Linked DNA regions of Mus musculus: region 2 is linked to region 1. The links are chromatin contacts, called in public HiChIP or PLAC-seq maps. All regions are on one chromosome and are shown on one strand. The core of a region is the stretch at or near the end of the contact, and the rest is flanking DNA. Distances in the headings are between cores, read along the strand shown. Region 1 has its middle 5.4 kb from the start of Gm30524. Region 2 overlaps Pde3a (phosphodiesterase 3A, cGMP inhibited).

The links. HiChIP or PLAC-seq counts read pairs in DNA pulled down with a chosen protein or histone mark.
Region 2: a contact with region 1 is called in an H3K4me3 HiChIP or PLAC-seq map of embryonic basal ganglia, with 4 times the contacts expected there. The contact joins two enhancer-like sites. A contact is called at or near these places in 2 of 484 Hi-C or Micro-C datasets (cerebellar granule neurons and cochlea) and 2 of 115 datasets of contacts at active chromatin or transcription factors (embryonic basal ganglia and oligodendrocyte precursor cells).

What each region holds. Positions count from the first base shown.
Region 1 is chr6:140,946,302-140,954,096 of GRCm38.p6, reverse strand. No RefSeq gene overlaps it. Among named protein-coding and RNA genes, the nearest start is that of Gm30524, 5.4 kb to the left of the region's middle. Within about 2 kb of position 3,441, at least 2 of the 459 cell types and tissues checked have an H3K27ac peak or open chromatin away from gene starts, as enhancers often do. A contact at or near this core is called in embryonic basal ganglia, where this site is marked.
Region 2 is chr6:141,429,643-141,437,437 of GRCm38.p6, reverse strand. All of the region lies in intron 2 of Pde3a (phosphodiesterase 3A, cGMP inhibited), which reads right to left. Among named protein-coding and RNA genes, the nearest start is that of Slco1c1, 91 kb to the left of the region's middle. Within about 2 kb of position 2,812, at least 78 of the 459 cell types and tissues checked have an H3K27ac peak or open chromatin away from gene starts, as enhancers often do. A contact at or near this core is called in embryonic basal ganglia, where this site is marked.

The DNA.
Region 1 (7,795 bases), core at 2,192-4,691:
AGCAATTCCTGAATAGATTATCTGAGGGAGGAATATGGATGACACATCTCATCTGCTAGGGTTCCTCACTGGATAAAAGGGATAAAAACAGAGCCAGTTGAGCTTCCTGGTCCTACCAAGGTGTGAGTCACACTCACCGTGAGTCACACTCTACTTGGTCACTGACTGAGAGCCAACTCTGCCACATGGCTTCCCTAAACCCTAACTGACAATATCCCTTCAAATCAAGAGCCCCAAAAATTCCTTCCTTCCTTAAACTGTTCCTGTCAGGCATTCTGTCATAGAAAGAAGAAAAGGAGATAGGGTATCAGGCAAGCATCTTAGCTCTGAACTATGTCCCTGTCCTTGAATTGGATGGTTCTTGTCTTGCTGGCTTTCCATGTGTCCTTTGGCTATATAGGAGATTCTTCTGCACTCCCACACCCTGGCTACCCAGCTTGTACCAGCCAGGAATTGGCTTTACTCTCTTGTTCTTAAAAATCTATGCATGCCCACCAAGTTAGAGCCAACCTTCCCAACCCCTCTCCATGGTCCCCAGAGGAGTTTTTCTTCATACAAATGATTACAAACTCAGCCTCTCTCTTTTTCTCAGAATTCCTACCACATAACAGATGCCAACTAAAAAAGAGAAAGAGGGCATAGTGTTTTCTTCCTTTGGAAGCTGGTCTCAGCTCAATCAATTTGCCATATTTAACATTCAAATTTTATGCATATGCTAATAACATGTCATTAAAATTCATCAGTATTCTGACATCTTTCAGTTTCATTTCTTCTCCTATGTTTTACAATTCCTGCTAAATTCTATTAAGTATTAAATTGTAAGTACAATTATTTGCCAGCAAATTTCTGTATTCTATCAACATCTGAGAAACAGAGAATTTGAATACTAAAAATTTCCAGCCTTTGTTGTATTTTGGCCTTGCATAGCTCAGAATTCATGTTGTTGGGTTTTTTTTCCACATTCATTAACCTCAGGGTGCTTGTATGTGCTGCTGAACAGGGCATCCAATACCCTCTGCTTCAGAAATGCCTAGAGAACCTGCAGTATCAGAAAGCTAAGGACTTGGGCAGCTTTGCTCCTGGGACACAAAACTTCCCTCTACATATTATTCCTGGATGATTTGGGCAGCCACTTTTGTTTTCACATTTGGGATGTTCAGGGGCTCATTAACTATCATGCAAGTAACCTAACTGTCACAAAGTAGGTGTGTATATGGGCAGGGGATAATTTTTGGATTTAACTTAAATACTGTGAATGTCTCATTACTTTCACCCCTACATTTCGGCTTGAGGTTCAGAAACAAAACTTCATGTCCACTCTTAAATGTTAATCTTTAGTTCTCCTCACACAGTGGGACCTCCATTGTCTCGACTCCTCTGGACTATGTGTGTGCAGTGCCATGACCCCAGCTCTCCCTCATTGGGTAGCCCTGCTTTCTCTCCCTCAGTTTTTCAGACCCAACTGCCATCCTAGAAGCCCTCCAATCTCAGCTCCCCACATCTTACTGTCATATTGTAGAGCAACTGCTACAGAACCTGAGTCTTCCCATAGCCCAGAAGCAGGAGGAGGATACCACAAAGCTAGGAGTCTTCTGTAGCCACCTTTGGCCTGACAGCAAGCAACTCACTCTAACTATTTTTAACACTATTTGAGTAGTTTTAAGCTTGGGAGAAACCTAAAGTCATTTTATCTACATCTTGATACAAAATTAAGACTTTTCAGTCATACACTGATTGAGTTTGAGGTTAAGTCATGGCCGTTACAAATAACCTTGTCACACCACAAATAATGTGTTCTGCCGAGAAATATTTTATCAGTTCTTTATTTTTTACCATTTGAAGAACTAAAGGGCGAGTGGTGTGCAGACTTCCTTTAAAGAGCATTTACTATGCTATACAAGGAAACGTTAGATGTCCTGTTCTGTAACCTTCCAGCTACTGCACACACCTAGACTTGGTTTGCACAGATGCTAATCATTGACCAATGATTTCAGTGGGTCCTGAAAATTTGAACACAGAAGTCTGTTCTGCCTTCAGGACAATTTAAAAATAACCAAAAAGGAAGCAAAAGTAAAAATCAACTTGTCCCAGCCACTAAATAGTGTTTGGTTGTGTCTCCTGCAGACATACAGAAGGAGTAAGGGAACCATCAGTCTTGCTCAGCTCTGATCAGTGCCAGCTACAATAATGGCTGCCTGGGGGGCTGTGGTCACTGGTGCTATAGTGGCCCAAATGTAATGGATGTAACCAGTACTTTCTGATTACATTTAAGCCCCACTCCAAGAGATAAAACCCATGCCTGGAGCCATTATTAGACCAAGAACCTATGGCTAAACAGGTTATAGCCCCTAGGAGGGAAAAAACCCTACCATTATTCTGCTAAACTGATATCTTAAAGGGACTCCAGATGACATCATTACACCCATAAACTAATTCTCTCTTAATCCTCATTAGAGAAGCTCCCATCTAAAATACACGAGGATTACCACAGAGATCCACAACTAGACAAGGTACAGGAAATAAGAGAATAGATTGCTAAATTCTGAATAGAACATATCATTTATATGTTGCATATGGTGAAAATATGGATAGTCTCCTCCACAGGGATCATTGTAGAAGACGCGGTAGAAAGAATATAAGGCCCACGGGAAAATAGATGAAGAAACGGTGTGTTCTAGACATGGTGGGGAAACTGCACACATGACCTCACATTGGTTGTGAGAGTGTGCACCAGAAGGGAGTCAACACCAAAGCCCATCTCTAGCTGTTTAAATATTGACGGTTTGCTGCTGGGATGGTAACGATGCTTTTCTCTAAGAGGGTTAGCTGACCTGGTAAGCTGACCATGCCCCAGGGGAGGCCACATATCCCAGAATATTTAAGAAGGAAAAATTACTCTTGATGGGTTAGTTTTTGTGAAGGACATAAATTTGGGTGGATGGGCAAGAAAGATAGGTCAGGGAAGAGCTAGTGGGCCAGGGAACATGGTCAAAACACAAAACACATTTTACAACATTCCCATAATGGAAATCTTAAAGTATGTATATTTTTAGTGTGAGATATATATACATGTATATGTATATATCTATATATATGTATGCATGTATGTGTATATATGTGTACATATATATATATATATATATATAGAGAGAGAGAGAGAGAGAGAGAGAGAGAGAGAGAGAGAAGGGGGAGAGGGAGAGAGAGAGAGACATATTTATGAAATTGCTTAACTGTAGCAATGTACTTAACAGTAAATCCCTGACCTAATTATTGCTATAAACTCATTACCTCAGCCTCTACTTTCACACGCCCAGTGAAAATATAAACCCTGCACCATTACAAATTCCAACTGCAGCCGAATACATCCAATTATAATCAGTTGCGTGAAATCCCGCTCTGCATTAGGCATAATTAACCATGTGATAATAATCAGTATAATAACATTTAATGTGCTGCGGTAGCATTTATAAACTGCTTGTGTGGATTCTAGAAAATAGAGTACGCTTCAGTGCCAAGCATCACTGTCAGTAACCCTTTCCTGGTTGAGATTTCATGCCTGCTCCTTACTAGAGAACTTTCCATATGCCTACTTGAAAATGAAAATTTGCATTTGCCTAAGGACATTATGTTTGTTATTAATTCTAAAAGTCTCTCCCTTTATGGAAATACCATTTACGTTCAGAATCTTGAATAAATTCACCCTCATATGCTGACACCCCAGGAGAGAACCCATTACTGACACTTTCTAAAATGTTAAGTATTCCCCAAGTGGCTGAGATTTTTGCTGACATACTAGAGAGATTTAATAATTTTTAATTAGTGCACCTGCAGTTTAAGTCAGATATCACATCTGGGCTATCTTAATAGTGAAATTTCTGTTGTATCCTTACCCCAAAAAAAAAATGAGATCCACGTCCATTCAATGGGAAAAACATTGTTTTATTTTAACACATGTGATTCTTTTTTTAGAATTTTTATGGATATGTAGTCACTGTACATAAGTACAGGTCTTACAAACACATTTTCATAAAGCTTACCATATACTTCAGTGCACGCCCCCTTTCTTTCCACTCCCTACCCTCATTACTTACATTCATAAACTCAGCATTCTCTCTTTCTACTTTGGGATTTTTATACACATGTACAATTTTATACATGCAATATTTGTCTGTCTTTAATCTGCCTTGTTTTGCTTAAAATGTTTGAAAGCTGGTGGTGTCTGTTTTCCAGAAAGTGATATGATCCAATTATTTATAGCTGAATGAAACTCCATTGTGTGCACATACACTATCATCCACTCTTTTCTTGATGGACATTGTACTGGCTGGGTTTGTGTGTCAACTTGACATAAGCTGGAGTTATCACAGAGACAGGAGCCTCCCTTGAGGAAATGCCTCCATGAAATCCAGCTGTAAGGCATTTCCTCAATGAGTGATCAAGGGGGAAGGGCCCAGCCCAATGTGGGTGGTGCCATCCCTGGGCTAGTAGTCTTGGGTTCTATAAGACAGCAAGCTGAGCAAGCCAGGGGAAGCAAGCCAGTAAGCAGCACCCTCCAAGGCCTCTGCATCAGCTCCTGCCTCCAAGTTCCTGCCCTGTCTGAGTTCCAGTCCTGACTTCCTTTGGTAATGACCAGCAATGTGGAAGTGTAAGCTGAATAAACCCTTTCCTCCCCAACTTGCTTCTTGTTCATAGTGTTTTGTGCAGGAATACAAACCCTGACTAAGACAGGCACCCAAGCTACTTCTATAATTTAGCTATTGGAAGAGTACAGCAATAACGCAGATACGCAGGAGTCTCTATGCTGTTCCAACATGGGAAAAGTATACATGGATCATGTGGTGATTTTATTTTTAGCCTTTTGAGGAGCCTCTGGACTCACTTACAGAGTGGTTCACAAGTTTACGTTTCTACCAGCAGTGAGTAAGGCTCCCTTTTCCCATATTCTCAGCATCCTTTTTTATACTTCATTTTAATGCCAGCCACTCTGCATGTGGTGAAATGAACTCCCGGTCTTGGCTTAATTGCGGTAACCATTTTTATTGTCCTTTTCCTCTCTGTAATTCTGAGGTCAATTAGGACAGATACAAAGTAGCATTCTCAACCTTCATGCTCTCTGCTCCTCTGGGCTAACTTCACTTGCATCATTTTATGACAATACTCACTAGAAGTCGAAGTGGTTATTTTGCTAGAATGAAGAAGACTAGAAACTCTATGACTTGGCCAAAGTTAATTGACTGTTCTATGATTTATTGGGCATTGAAGTCATGAGTCTAGACAGCACCTCATCAGTAAGGCTTAGAACGCTCTCCACAGGTGTCTAACAGCATTAGCTCTTGCTGGGTTTCGGCGGTGTTTTCATTACAATCACACTTACATGGTTTTTTTTTTCAACTCTTGTTTGTTTGGCTTCTTTGCTTGTGTGTGTGTGTGTGTGTGTGTGTGTGTGTGTGTGTTGCTGTCATATAACGCCAGGGCCAGCCATATGCATGCCTGGCTGACACTCTAACACAAAGTCCACCCATAACCCTGTTTCATGAGAACCTGACTGGCATTCTCTCTGACTGTTTACAACTGTACTTTTAAATGGTACTCTGAGTAAAATGTTTTCTTGTTTGTGAGTTTTTGTTTTGTTTTGTTTTGTTTTGTTTTGTTTTGTTTTGTTTTGGTCAGTGCTAGACCTAGAGTCTTCTGCCTACTGAGTTAGGCCTCTGTTAAGGAGCTTTATTCTCGGTTCTGTTTTAAGACAAGGCCTCACCATGTAACCCAGGCTAGCCTCGCCTTCACAGTGTAGCCCAGGCTGGCTTCAAACTCACAGTCCTCCTGCATTGTTTTCCAACTCCTGATATTATAGGCATTCACCACCTCACCCAGCTTTGAGGTTGCTTGTTTGGTTCTTTATTACGTTGTACAGAGAACTAAACCTACACTTGTGTGTCTGTGCTGTGCAAATGTGCTGCTGCCACCGAGCTATATATCTGCCCCTTAATAAACTCCTAGCTATCCAGCCTTTCTAGGTTGAGTGCTCTGTCACATCATATATGCCACCACTTCGTGTTCAGAAACTCAAAACTGGCAGAGAATATCTCTCAGGATACTTTCCATTTCGTCTTCCCAAAATGAGAGTGGAAATCCACAGGATGACACCTGCATCTAAAAGGCTTTTCAGCTGATAGCCAGATTATGCAGACTACCACCCTTCACCCTTCGGAGGAGAAATCTAGATTGCCAGAGCTTGGTTCACTAGGGAAAGAACTGGCATGACCAAAGAAAGCCATTCACATTTCATCTGTGCTGGGAAGAAGAAGCAGGGAGGGATAAATAGGAAAGCCAAAGGGCTCCCATCTCAGATACAATCTCGTGTCATGGCCTCAGTGACTCACCTGTGTGTCTACAGAGAATGAAGGTGGTATCACCGAGAAGTTTCTCTCTTCTTTGAGTGTAAAAAGAACTATCAAGGATTTAGATAGCGTTCCCATTTTCCCAGACAGTGTCTCCCTATGTATTCCGGTGTGGTGGTTTGAATGAGAAATGATCCCCATAACTTTAGGCATTTGTGTGCTTGGATTCAACATGGTGGCATTTCTTATGGAGGTTTGTGTAATGCTGCCTTGCCGGAAGAGGTCTGTGAGAAGGCTTTTGAATTAAAAGGCCTCTTCTATTTTATTTGCTCTCTCTGCTTTGTGCTTGTGGCTCAAGATGTGACCTCTTACTCCTGCAACCAAGCCTGCTGCTTGCTGCCATGCTTCCCATCCATGGTGATTCCTCTGTAACTGTAAGCCAAGATAGACCCTCCCTTCTGTAAGTTATCTTGGTCATGATGTTTAATCACAGCAACAGAAAAATAATGAATATACTCAGGCTAGCCTTGAACTCAAAATCTTCCTACCTTGTCCTCTTGAGTGGCAATATTGCAGGTATGCATGCCACGTCTGGCAGGACCCTACTCAAATCCCTAGTTTATTTGCTACTGTTTATAAATGATGGTGGCTGATACCAAAATGAAGCCAAAAGAAAATGAGGAAACTATATGAAAGCACCACGGTTCTTTTACCCTCAGAAAGAGAGCATATGGCTCATGAATATTGAAATGAGAGGCAGGAGCAGGAATGTTCTATCCTGGGGGAGGAGACTTCTCACCTGCTCTCTGTTCTGAAATCCTCCAAAGCCCTCCCTTATGCCAGAAATATCTGTCTACTGTGGACCAAGCCCTGTGCCAGAGACACAAGCATAAATAATGCATGATCTCTGCTCTCACAAGACTTGCATTTTAATTAGAGAAGCTAACTGAAGTAAATACAGACTAACTACAGGGTGCTGTGATAATTGCCAAAAGTATACCACGGAGGAAACAAAGGTTGGAAGGCAAGAGACACAGTCAGATAAAAATAAAAACAAGGCAAAATATGCAGAACTACTACATGTGGTGGTCAGCCTGACCAAGCCCATGCAGAGGCTGAACACTTCATATGGCCACAGTGCAACAAGCCCATTAGAGAGGATTGTGAGTTTGTGATATAAGAAGAAAGGCAACGATGAGCTCCAACTGGTGACCCTGCACTTTTCTTCTGTCTATCATTCCATTCTGTACTCTCATCTCTCCTCATCCACCCAGCTACAATGTAACCACTACTCACAAGTATTCTCCACTATTTCCCCTGTCTTGCCATACCACATCTCAGAGCAAAAGACAAACTGGATTAGATTCACTCTTCTTTGTCGTGCACAGGTGCCACTTTCCCTGGAAAGATGTGAATAAATGGCGGTTCACCTCAGATAGGACACAGGTAACTAAGGT
Region 2 (7,795 bases), core at 1,563-4,062, 480 kb before region 1:
TATTTCCCATCGTCTATTCATGTCCACCGTTCCACTAAGATGGAAATGGTGTGTAAATACACATCCTGGCTGTTGACTGCTTCCTCTTTTACATCCTGGCTGTTGACTGCCTCCTCTTTTACTCTATCACAGTGTGACAGCCATGAAGTGACTACAGGTGTTTGCTGGAGTTAGACAATAGTAGGAACTTCTACAGTATAGCAAGGCAGCCATGGTTACAACACCTGATTGGGCATTTAAAAGTGGCTAAAAAACACAGAAGTGGATGCTCACAGTCAGCTAATGGATGGATCACAGGGCTCCCAATGGAGGAGCTAGAGAAAGTACCCAAGGAGCTAAAGGGATCTGCAACCCTATAGGTGGAACAACATTATGAACTAACCATTACCCCGGAGCTCTTGACTCTAGCTGCATATGTATCAAAAGATGGCCTAGTCGGCCATCACTGGAAAGAGAGGCCCATTGGACACGCAAAGTTTATATGCCCCAGTACAGGGGAATGCCAGGGCCAAAAAGGGGGAGTGGGTGGGTAGGGGGGTGGGGGTGGGTGGGTATGGGGGACTTTTGGTATAGCATTGGAAATGTAAATGAGCTAAATACCTAATAAAAAATGGAAAAAATGGAAAAAAAAGTGGCTAAAAAAGAGGATTTTCAATCTCTCCTCCATCAATCAATGATAAATGCTCGAGGTAATAGACATATTGACAGCTCTGACCTAATCACTGTGTACTGTATAGACAGATAACATACCAATTGATTTTTTTTAACTTAAAAATTACAGAGATAATAAATGCATTTATTTATTGACACGTGTGTTGGTTACGACAGAGTTTTCTACACAAAATACTGGAGAGCCACCAATGAGTGTTTTACTGTCTATCTGGCAGTGACTCTCTTAGAAAAAAATGAGTCAGAACTGGTATTCTGGTTTAGCAGGAAATCTCTCATGAGGTGAGTCGAAATGCTGAAGTTGTAATCCTCTGAGTGAACCTGAGGAGATTAGCAAGGCTATTGGCACCTTAGCTGGATTCAAAGGGTTAGCCTGGTGTAGTCTACCACTCTCCATTCCTCCTGACTCCACCAAATTCCATTGATTCTGGAAAATTGTGCCTTCATGTCACTTTCAGCCTTCTGCTGAAGCCCTTGCAAGAATGGGATGTGCTTTGCAGCATGTCATTAAGTACTGAGATTCCTGCCCCTAGACAATACTCTAACTGCTCCTGCTTAAAATACAAGGCAGGACGGTAAGGTAAAAAAAAAAATCAAGTGGCAGTTTGTCTTTAAGTCAGCTTGACAACTGATTCTGCAATTTGTTGTCATGGCACTATATTCCATAAAGAGTGAAATATGTCAAACATGGTGGTTCATTTGTATAATTACAACACTGGGGAAGCTGAGACAGGAGGATTACCATGAGTTGTAGGACACCCTGTTCTACATAATGAATTCCAGACCAGTGTGAATTACATAAAGTCTATGATGGAGCCTTTGTGTGTCTAGAACAAGACTAGGTAGTAAGGGCAGCTGTCTTCATGTCTGTTCAGAATAGCCCATCACTCATGACAGTGGTTCCTCCACTAACACAACAGCATGTGATTTTCTTACACTGCAAAGAGATAATTATTGCCACTGTAAGGGGCTATTACAACTGTCTACCCCATCATGACAAGGCAGTACATCATGTTATAGGTGTGTGTGTTGGGGGGGTGCGTGTATGCGCTTATGAAATGTCACACACCAATGGGCATTCTTCAGAAGCTATTAATCTTGTTTTTGAGATAGGGTCTCTCATTGGCTTGGAGATCACTGGTCATGTACAATGGCTAGCCAATGAACCCCAGGGTTATGCCTGTCTCTGCCCCTCCTGCACCCAGCATTGCGATTAGAAGCATAATGTCCTTAGATCTTTTTATAAAGGTGGCTTCTGGGGGGGGTCAAAATTATGTTCTCCTGCTTGCAAAGCAGGCACTGTGCCAACTGAGTCATCAAACTCCTTAAACACATGTCACAACTTTAAAACCTCTTTGTCCTTCAGCCCCTCAGTATCCTTTGTCTTCATGGCTCTTGTTTCTTCAGCATACGCACCACAGATTTCAGGACTACCACCACAGCTTGTGCCTGAGACTGCCACACATGATTGACATCAGGTAGCAGCTTAGAGGAAAGAAAGAAACCGGGAATGCAGCTTAGGCCAGGATGCATATCCCAAACTCTTTACTATGAAAAATATGTGTTACCGTCACACAGTTACATGACAGAAGGCTTTTCTAACATACAAACTTTGTACTGCTTTCCAATTTCTAACTGGACCTGGAAACCGATTTATCCAATTAACTGTCCCAGAAAGCAGTACATTATTAAAATAAATCCCGCTGCCAAGCCCTACCCCAAGCAGAAACGAAATCAAACAAACACTCTTGATAACCAAGTGAATTAAAAGCTTGACAAATTCCAGACATGAGAATAAGCTACATAAATTCAGCCAGTGGCATGGGGTGAGCTTTGAAGATAGATCGGCCCATCTTGAGAGGTCAATGAGGGGTCAGTTGCTAAAAAGGTGACCTAAGACCCTTCAGGTGCTACCAAGTGTGTGCCCAAGGCTGCCAGCATCCACAGAAACCATTCTGGAAAAAATATACTTTCTGAATGATCAAGCTCTGACCCTGACTAGAGCTGAGCAGTTCATGGCCCACAGGAACTGACAGTAAAGCATAATGTCCCAGAGCACATGTCCTTTATTAGAGCAGTGTAAGGACACCCTACAAAAGAGCCCTCTAGGTCTGGAAAGGTACAGAGCCCTCATTGCTCCCACAGTGAGAGAAAGCATCAGACCACTTCTGGGAACGCAAAACCAATGACAGACCCGCGACAGCTGCAATAAAAGGCTCCTGTCTTTTTGCAAAGCATTCAAATGCCATCTGGCAATTTCGTTGACGTCAGCAGGCACAGAAAAACAACTGCCCCCACTGGCTTCTTCATCATTCCCTCCCCTACACAATCCCGCTCTCCCCTCCTCCCCGGCAAAAACCTCAGCTCTTGAGCTGAGGACAGGGGCAGAGCAACATTTGGAAAAAGATTTTTCCCCCCTTTATTTCTTGTCTGTTGCATTTTAGGGAGGAGGTAGAGCGTGATAGTCTCACTGGTGTTTGCCCTCAGTTCTCAAAATCCAGTTAGCAAGTAGAGAAATTATTACTCGGACAAGACAATTTAAAGCCTTTTCTATTTGTGTATGAGGATCCAGAGTGTATAGGCTGTGAGGTCAGGGGTGTAAAAGAAAACTATTAATCTAACTTCTGGTTCAACCCGTTCTCTCTTTGATCATTGTAAACAGCCAGCACCAGGCCAGCCCAGAACAAGCCTGCAGCCCCAGGCTGACTATGTTGGCTTGAAACTTATGCACCACACATGCTTTCCCAGGTAGTTCCTTAGAAATGCAGATGGACAGGTCTGTGTTTCAGTGTTAATGGTATTTTGTTTTAGACATGCTCTGTGAAAAAATTTTAAAAAAACATTATTTTTTTTTTTACATTACTGGATAAAAATCAAAGAGACCAAGTAAATATTGGTAAGAGTAGAAGAGACCACACCCAATGCAAATCTAGAAACTAATTTGCAAAAAGTCATAGTTTGTATGGCCCAGAAGGACGAGGCAATGCTGCAGTGTCGCACTCTGCCTTCACTAAGCTTTTATAATTACCTGTAAAAACTCCTGAACTTCTAACGCTGAAGTCAGACGTCACCATTCTTTTCAGAATGCTTCCCGTGGATCCGTCTGCTTTTTAAAGATGTCACATCAGTGCTCATCTTCTTCAGCAGCGCCACCTAATTTAATAAACTCATCTTATTCTAACTCATCGAAGGACGTTCTTGTGGTCTCAGTAAGAGAGACAACAGTAAAGAACACACGAGGGAGGCTGATGAAGTAGGAACAGTAACGGGGTTCATGGAAATGCTTGTTAGCTTTCTTAGATTTTTTTAAAAAAAGATTTAGTTTCAATTCACTCCCCACCCCTGCCTCATGTGTATGTGTGCATGTGCGCATGTGTGTGTGTGTGTGTGTGTGTGTGTGTGTGTGTGTGTGTGTGTGTGTGTGTGAGTGCAGTGCTCACAGAGGCCAGAAGAGGGCATCAGATCCCCTGGAGCTGGAGATACAGGCAGTTGTAAGTCACCTGACATGGGTATTAGGAATCAAGTACTCCAACCCGATGATTCTTCTCTCCAATTTTGCCTTCCCCATTAGCTTTCAAAGGGACAGTGACAATCCTATATACATGTCCAGGACTGAGTGCTTCACCCTCATCCACTCTCTTTGTACATAGAGTCCTTGGGACTTGGACTTCTCAGCACATCGTTTCTTGCTGTTGCCCTCAGACCATGCTGCTCCTGTTAAGTAGACATCTTGTGCATTCCGTCCTACTCATTCCTGAAGGTTCAGCTTAGCAGTTTCTCAAGGAGGCCTTCGCTGGTATATTCCCTCTCCTTTGCAAATGCCTGGTGCAAATACATTAAATGAATGCATGCACTCATTTAATGTCTGCTGCTGCACATGTCTGTTATCACATGGAACTCTGGATTCTAGGAAGGCAGGACTGGTTGCTTTTGTGCTCCCTCAGTGCCTAGCGTGTGTTACGTCATGCATGTCTGTGGAGGAAATGAAAGAACGAAGGGCCCCTCAAGTCAACAGAGGAACAGAAAGGAACCAGCATGATCTAAGGTCACAGCCAAACTATGATCACTAAAGAAAGCAACGGCAGGCAAAGTCAGAAGGCAGCGAGGGTCAACAGGCAGGACTTCCTGAATATCTAGGTGTGGTTCTGTGTTCTGCCTCGCCTCTAGAGTGCCGGGAAGCAGCTCGGGGAGACGAAAAACAGGGGCGCTCGGCTATATTCCATTGTCCCCATTTTAAAAAGTGATTATTTTAGCTAGGAGTCTGACGTTCCATATTAGCTTAAGGACACAATGTTCTGCCACAGAACAATCAATATGTGACAATCTTTTCAAGGTCAGGAGTCACTTCTGATTGCCAGATGCTGCTGCAGAGGCGGCTGCTGCTGCATTTTATGGAGATTAAAACTTCCCAGAGACTCAAGAGGCATTACCTTAAATTCCAGGTACAGGTACTGGAGGTTTTACATTCACTGATTAATGTGTGATCCTGGGTGTTGCCATGAGCTACCCTGTATAATGACTGGGACAACTCTACAATCCAGAGATTCGAGAAATCTGTAGCTCTCCATCCCTTCTCTCGATCAGAATCTTTAAGTGGCTTCCTAGCAAGACTATTCTAGAATTTAGGGTAATGAAGGCAATTCTACTCTTAGGCAATTCTCTTCAGAGTTGATCTCTATGAGTTTGATTCTCTCACAAATGAATACATTTCTAGACCCACAAAATCTAGGATCCAAGTCTCTGGCAAAGGGCAGTAGCAAGTCTGAAGCTCCTTGTGAAGGTTTGTATAAGCTTGGTCCAAGGAGTGGCACTATTAGGAGGTGTGACCTTGTTGGGATAGTTGTGTCATTGTGGGTGTGGGCTTAAGACCCTTATCCTAGCTGCCTGGAAGCCAGTATTCCACTAGCAGCCTTCAGATGAAGATGTAGAACTCTCAGCTCTGCCTGCACCATGCCGGCCTGGATGCTGCCATGTCTTGCCTTGATGATAATGGACTGAACCTCTGAACCAATTAAGCCAGCCCCAATTAAATATTGCTCTTAAAAGAGTTGCCTTGGTCATGGTGTCTGTTCACAGCAGTAAAACCCAAACTAAGACACTCCTCAAAAGCAAACTGGTCCCTTGTCAGAGTCTTTCTTTCAAAACAAAGAATTTGCAGGACACAGCCTACTCCCTTTGACCTGGGAGGCTGGGGTCTTTAAAAGGCATTCCCTGCACTAGGCTCATGGCCTGCTCCCACCAGCCAGCTCCAGTTCTCCCTCACCAATGTGTCTTCTCCTGGCCTTCATAGTTATTCACAGATATGAAACCTCTCCCCTGTTCTGCCTAGCATAATTAATAAATACCTTCACCATTTATGGTTCTATAGAACTTGTAGGCTCTAGAAACAAAAGCCATTTTTTTATAGGAACATTGATAATTTCTCAAAACATTTGCATCAGTCAATAAGAAAAAGCAATCAACACTACTGGTACATTAAGTCGAAATTAGCATTTATAGAGCCTCGGGTCTATTTTCCATCAGGGACCAGTGTACGGACGTCCTGCACAGGATGTCTCTCCATCCTCAGGTTACCCTGGTTAGGTGGTGCTGAGCTTAAACAGGGTTGTCACATGAGTTCAGAGTGTTTTAGTAACTTATCCAAAATCTCACATCTAATGGGTGATTGGGCCTGCATATGATTCCAAGCTGCTTCTGAATCTATAGCCTGTGCCCTTAACCATTAACCTTTATTCTGTCTTGCTACTAAAATTAAATTTAAAGAGATAACTCCCATTTCTAATGAAATCATGAGCAGGAGGTAAGGCAGTCCAAGAAAGTCAGTCCTTAGGCACAGCCTGAAAAGACTGAAAAAATTATAGGCCCAGACCTCACAGAATTTAAATTCAAAGTACATATTTATTGAAGCTATAGCATCAGTGGGATCTTTAAATGATTTTAAAATGAAGCTGATAATGTAGGTTGCTCTTATCCTGTGAATGAGGCAAAGCAGGAGTCAGAGGGGATGCTAGTAATACCAGGATTCTGATTTAGTTAGAATGTTTGTTCAGGAATATTTGTAAACCTATGAAAACAGGTTTTAAGACAATGAGGGGAAGGAAAAATGGAAGGATCAGGGATTAAGTATAAAGTTCCTAAACTGCTGTACAGAATTCCAAAGTTCTAGATGACAATATTACAAGATACTTTATTACAAGAAGAATTGAGTTTTAATGATTTCTAAAATTAGCTTTTTCATCCATACAGAAAAGACTATGGGAGGAATATCATTTCAAATACAGATCATTTTGGTCTTCTATCTCTATATTATACCATAAATTTCTCTACAATAACACAATTGCCTTTATAAAAGATCCATTTTAATTTTATATGTATATGTCTGTCTGAATGTATGCTTGCGCAGCATATGCCTGCAGTGCCCCTGGTGGTCAGAAGAGGGCACTGGATCCTCTGAATTGTAGTTAATGGATAGTTGTGAGCCATAGACTTGATGCTAGGAACTGAGGCCTTGCCCTTTATAAGGACAGCCAGAACTCTTAATCACTGAGCCATTTTTATAGCTTCAGTGTAATTATTTTTTGTATACAGTTGAGAGTCACACCAAAACAAATATTTCTCCCTACAGATCCACAAAAGTAAGATGAGAAAACCCAAATGTCTATGATCTCAAATGTGTTGCTCTAAAAATATCAGCCTCCTGGTGTGACACAGATGGTTTCAGATGTTAGCCTGGGTCGATGACGACAGATCATTAGGGATTACTTACCTATTTATAGCATTATAATTCTACTATTTCATACTTTAAAGCTAAATTAATGGTTGGTAACTTAGATTGCATTATTTATAAAATAGCTACATCTAAATAAAAATAGTTTTCTTTCAAATTCAGTTTTTAAGTCATCGGTCATGAAAAATACTTCACAGGCCTTAATTTGAAGAGAAAACTATATTTGTGTACTTCTAGAAGCTTCACATAAACTTGCTAAGAGTTGAGGAAAAGAAATTCTCCAAAATAATTTACGTTTATTCTTTTAAGGATGTAAACTCACTCAGTCTTTGCAAAGAGCTTGTTTTATTTATCCTGGTGAAGGGCTTTCCAATTTTAATAATCTATAAGTCTGATTTT